2 separate regions of the Ovis aries genome follow, and region 2 is linked to region 1. A link is a contact called in public Hi-C data. All regions are on one chromosome and are shown on one strand. The core of a region is the stretch at or near the end of the contact, and the rest is flanking DNA. Distances in the headings are between cores, read along the strand shown. Region 1 holds the start of SLC16A11 (solute carrier family 16 member 11). Region 2 holds the start of YBX2 (Y-box binding protein 2).

What was found. A called contact is a pair of places that touch in the nucleus more often than the background predicts.
Region 2: a Hi-C map of tail adipose tissue shows a contact between it and region 1, with 4 times the contacts expected there. The contact joins the promoter of YBX2 here to the promoter of SLC16A11 in region 1. A contact is called at or near these places in 2 of 16 Hi-C or Micro-C datasets (omental adipose tissue and tail adipose tissue).

The regions. Positions count from the first base shown.
Region 1 is chr11:26,712,819-26,715,527 of ARS-UI_Ramb_v3.0, forward strand. SLC16A11 (solute carrier family 16 member 11) reads right to left here and starts at 1,318. Exons shown (of 5, transcript XM_042255636.2): 1 at 1,172-1,318; 2 at 372-604; 3 at 1-74. The coding sequence starts at 525. LOC101117600 (C-type lectin domain family 10 member A) reads right to left here. Exons shown (of 9, transcript XM_042255639.2): 9 at 2,107-2,709.
Region 2 is chr11:26,886,242-26,888,941 of ARS-UI_Ramb_v3.0, forward strand. YBX2 (Y-box binding protein 2) reads right to left here and starts at 1,450. Exons shown (of 9, transcript XM_042256600.2): 1 at 1,068-1,450; 2 at 347-410. The coding sequence starts at 1,344.

The DNA of each region.
Region 1 (2,709 bases), core at 68-2,567:
CGAGGTGAGGATGCCCCCAACCATCACGACGGGGCGCGCCCCCCAGCGGGTGCTCAGGGCACTGCCTACTGGGCCTGGAAGGGGGCGGAGTCAAGGAAGGCACGCCCCCTGGACCCCCAAACTCGCTCGAACACTTCTCATTGGCTGTTTTCCTGGCCTAAACTTCTCCCCCGCCTTAGAGCAACACCACCACCACTACCCTGCCCCGCTTCATCTCAAGGCCCACTCAATTCTAGAACTTAGAATTTTAAATTCGACCTAGGTCTGAAGGTCGAACTCTAAGGGTCGACTTTTCTTAGGTTGTTTGTTAACTAGTCAAGTGTGTCCTCTACCACTGCTCTCAAGGCACTTCCCCCCACCCCAGTTCCTACCTCCCACCTCGGGGCCCCTCCTCACTGGCTGCCTGCTGCACTGCCAGGGCCAGGGCGCTGACCCACGCCGTCTCCTGAGCGTTTCGGTCAAAATACTCCGCGAAGTCAGGGAAGGCGAGGCCCAGGGAGCGTAACACCCCGTAGGAGAGCCCATTCACCGCGAACCCTGCGGCCGCCACCACCCAGCCCCAGCCTCCGTCCGGGGGTCCGGTTGGCTTGGGGGTCATCATCTCCTGCGGAAGGGGGAACATCTATCAGAGAAGTCGCCACGTCTGTGTCTCCTTTATGGATCTTAGCATACCTGAGATCCAGCCCTGAGCACCACAGGACGGAGGCGGGGGGGGGGGGGGGCGGTGTTCGGGCCTAGGGCTAGAACTCCAGGTCCGCGCCGTACAAGAGCGGGATAACAGCCAGATCCCCCAGTTCTGAGACTCCCCCTCCCACACACACCAGGTTCCCCTTACCCGACCTCTCTGGGCGGTCCGGGGGAGGGGAAGGGCGAAGAAAGGCTCGGCCCGGTTTTCTCCCCGCTTCCCCAGAGGGCGGGGCCTTAGAGGGGAGCAAATGCAGAGATGGAGCCCAACTTGGACCGGCTCTCAAGGTAAACAGAGAGCGCCACAGGGCGCCTGAGCCACCTGGGACGCGCGGGCGGGGGGATGGGGAGTGTCGAGGGCTGGGGCGAGCTGAGACAGCCAATCCACCGAGCCGAGTCCCACGGGGATTGAATTATCCATTTACACCCCCAATCCCAAGGAAGGGAGGGGCGAGGAATAAACACCTCCCCGCCCATGCCCACGCACCTTCAGCTGGCTGCGCACCCGGGAGATGCATGGATTGCAATCGCCAGCCTCCCCAACGTTGGTAGGCAACGCACGGAAATAGTGTCCTCCCAAAGCCTGAGGGGATGAGTAGCTCCAACGTTCTCAGGGAACGTTGCTGGAGAACCTGGTAAACCTCGGGTGTCAAATCACAGACCAGTACATGTTGCATGCTCAACGACAATACGCCCTCCAGGACAGAGCGGAAGGAAGAGGACTTCCTTGTGATGGGCCAGGGACATATACACGTCATGTTGCATCTTCACAATCACCCTGTGAAAAGGTGTTCCCTCCATTTTACAGATGAAGTCACTGAGACTTAGAGAAGTTATGTGATTTGCCCGAGTCGCCAAACTTAAAAAAAGAAAGAAAGAAAGTAAGAAAAATATTTGAGTCTGGGTCTGTCCAACTGTGGAACCATCCAAGAACAGACCTACTACTGAAATAGAATCTGCCACCACGGAGGGAAACTGCCTGGAGACAATTTGATGCCAAACTGACCTGGAAATGGTAGATTGATTCTGAGCTAGGGGTTTCTGGGGCTAGAAAGGATTCTTGGGATCAGAATCCCTGAAGATTTAGATGGGAATTTTAAAAACAAAGTAAGAAATCCGAAAATTGAACCCAGGTATTGATTTCTTGGAAAAACTTTCCTTTTTACATTAAGATTGATTTACTTTGAATCAAGGGTTTTGTTCTCTCCTTTATTAAACAACATCAGAGAAAACCTGGCAGTTTACATTACTGTTTGGCCGACAGCCACATTACCCGACAGCCACATGGTGGCAGTGTTTCCTAATTGTTGAATAAATAAAAAAAAAATAAAAAACAGCACTATTCATGCCTGGAGAATCCCATGGACAGAGGAACCTGGAAGGCTACGGTCCATGGCGTTGAAAAGAGTCAGACGCAACGAATGACTGAGCACACACACACGTTTTACTGTGTAAGAATTACATCTCAATAAAGCTGATTTTTAAGGTTAAAGAAATCTTAGATTGGTGAGGATGTAGAGAGAAAGAAACACTTAGCACTGTGGATGGAAATGTAAACTGGTATAGCCAGTATATAGAAGTGCCTCAAAATATTAAAAATAGAACTGCCATGCTGTGCTGTGCTTAGTCTCTCAATCATGTCTGACTCTGCAACCACATGAACTGTAGTCCAGCAGGTTCTTCTGTCCATGGGGATTCTCCAGGCAAGAATACTAGAGTGGGTTACCATGCCCTCCTCCAGGGGATCTTCCCAATCCAGCGATAGAACCCAGGTCTCCTTCATTGCAGGCAGATTCTGTACAGGCTATCAAAGAGGTATCTGCACTTATGTCTTCATTGGAGCATCATTCACAATAGTCAAGATATGGCAAGAACCTAAGTGTCTATCAATGAATGAATGGATAAAGAATAATATAATACTCCATTAGTTTGTTGTCCAGTGGCTAAGTCTTGTCCAACTCTTTGTGACCCCATGGACTGAAGCATGTCAGGCTTCCATGTCCTTCACTCTCTCCCAGAGTTTGC
Region 2 (2,700 bases), core at 200-2,699, 170 kb after region 1:
CCAAAACAGGAAATGAGTGAGGATTCCGGCCGGAGGCACAGAGAGCAGGTACATACTGCCCCAAAGGCGGCGGCAAACTGAACCAGAAGGTGACACAGACCAGCTGCGAGGATCAGAGCCAGATTTGCCAACTTCCTAGATCATTAACCCTCTGCTGCCCTTGAAGATGTGGAGAAGCCTTCATCATGCCCACATCTGTGCTGTGGTTAAAGACTTTCAATCAGCATCAGCTGGACATTGCAACCATGTGCCTTGCTGGGGTAGAGATGAGGCTGGGAAGGTGTCCAGTCCCATAGATCAGTTTGGAAGACACCCATTCCACCCCCTCCCTGGGTTCCTCAGATACCTGTTGATGAATCCGTAACCATTCCGCACGTTGAACCATTTGACAGTGCCCAGGACTTGGATTGCTGCCAGGCAGAGATGCAGTGGGGGGCAGTAGGATAGGGGGAAGAGATGGAGTTGGACTCAGTTTTGGGACACTCCAAAATCTAACCAACCTATTATCTATTAAGCTAAACTTCACGCCAACCAGGTTTTACCCAGTAGCTCCAAGGCATTCTTACCCAATTCCACTAAATGCAACTGCCCATACAGCGCGGCTCAGGGTTTCAAACCTCTTCCGATTCTAAGGCATGTTCCTCACATCCTACAAATCTAGGCCCTTAACCTAGAAGCGGGTACTTACTTGGTCCACGAAGTTCCGCCCTCAGGTCATAACTGGGGTTTCTCTAGCCCTCCTATTTTAAGGGTCACTAGTGCACTTGCGTCCAGGGCTCAAATATTTACCTAATACTAGACCAAATCAACAAGATCGAGTCTCCTGCCCCGGGGGCGTGGTCAGACCCTAGCTGGACCGGCCAGCCACTCCTTCTCATCCAGGAAGACACTGCAGAATTTCCCACCAGGCAAACTCACTAAGGTCCGCTGGTCCTTTGAGCCTCGAGCCATACCGGCCTTCGGCTTTCCGGACCCCGCCGGTCTCCACGATGCCCCTCCCCCAGCCCGTCGACCCCCTCCCCCCGCCTCCCCCTTAGAGCCGCCCTGGCACGTGCCCCGCCCCTCACCCAGCACCGGCTTGTCCGCCTGACTCCGGGCCGGGGGCGCGGGGGTTCCCGAGGCCGCCGTTGCCGGGTTGCCAGGGGTGCGGGGGCCTGGCGCCGAGGGGGTCCCAACAGCTGGGCCCGAGGCCGTTCCGACCCCGCCGCTGCCCGCCCCGCCGCCTGCTTTCTGTGGCTCCCCTGCGGGCACCGGGACCACCACCGCTACCACCCCTGCCGCCGTCGCGGGCACCGTCGCCGCGGGGGCCGCTGTCGCCACCACTGCCGCCTCCGCCTCGCTCATCCCGCCGGGTCCACTACCGGCCCCCGCCGCCACCACCACCACCACCTCCTCCGCCGCCGCCGCCGCCACCGCCCCGGCCCCTCCCCCTGGCTCGCGAACCCACCGCCCCGCTCGGTCCTCGCGCCCCGAGCCTAGCCTGCACGCCGGCAGCCGGCCCTGAACCGAGGCCAATCGTAGCCCGCAGCCGCGGCGCGTGCAGGCCCCGCCTCCCGACCACAGGCCAATCCTAGCGGAGCGACCCCAGGGCCCGCACGCCAGCCCCGCCTCCCGGACTTCGCGCGGAGGCTGAGGCCCCCGCCCTCAGCCTAGTAAGTACACCTGGGCCCCGCCCCGAGGCCATCACGTGACATCCTCAACCCAACCCATTGGCCGACGGCCGCTTTCCCCTCCCCCCTCCGCCCCTTTCCACCGGCCGCGGGAAATCAAACGGGCTGGTCGCGCCCCAACCGCCACCTGGCCTCTACGCGAAGGGCGGGGCGAGGGCGCAGCTCCAAGGTTGCCCCTGACAACCCGGGCGGGGGCCTGAGCTCGTAACCTTGGTCCTGGCTGTGGGCGGCACGGCTCGCTTCCACTCTAGAGACCACCTTTGCCCGCACACCGCCGGTTGTGGTTGCTTTCTCCCAGCCTGCCCGACAGTCTCCCTAGAGGATGCCCTGTACCCTGGTCTGTGGGATCAGCCCGCGGGGCCAACCAGACTTTCCCAGGTCACGGTTGCTCTCTCAAGCCGAGCACTCTCACACTTGTTGGGTTGTTTTTGACGTATGATTTGCATACAGCAAAATGCACAATTCTTCGCTGAGTTTTGATAAACGCGTTCATCTATGCAATCAACACCCTAATCAAGGTGTTTTTCCTTGCTCTTGAACCCTTTCCGGGCAGGTCCAGACTCCTCACAAACGATCTTTTCCACCGGAGATCAGTTTCAGGATCCACAGTACTGGGTGCTTTGGTCTCCGGCTGAGCCTCGCTCTCCAGCTCCCTGCCCTCTCCCTGGCAGCTCCCTTTACCTTCTTTCTTTTATCCAACTAGTCAGGCTCTTCAGACTCAAGCCGAAGTGACATAGTGACTACTATGTCTCTATAGGTGACTTCTTCAAGTATCATCTTATATATCACTCCTCACTATGACTTCATCCTTTACTTTTCTCATGGCATTTTTGGAAATAGAAATTGCTTATTTACATTATTCCTGCCCCCTCCTCCGAAACTCTAGACCAGTGAACTCCATGGCAAGAACTGTTTAGTTATGTTTGACGCCTGGAACAGAGTCTGGCACAACATAGGCGCTCAATATTTCTTGAGCAGATAAACAGTCCCCATTCCACAGATGGGGCTTCCCTCATAGCTCAGCTGGTAA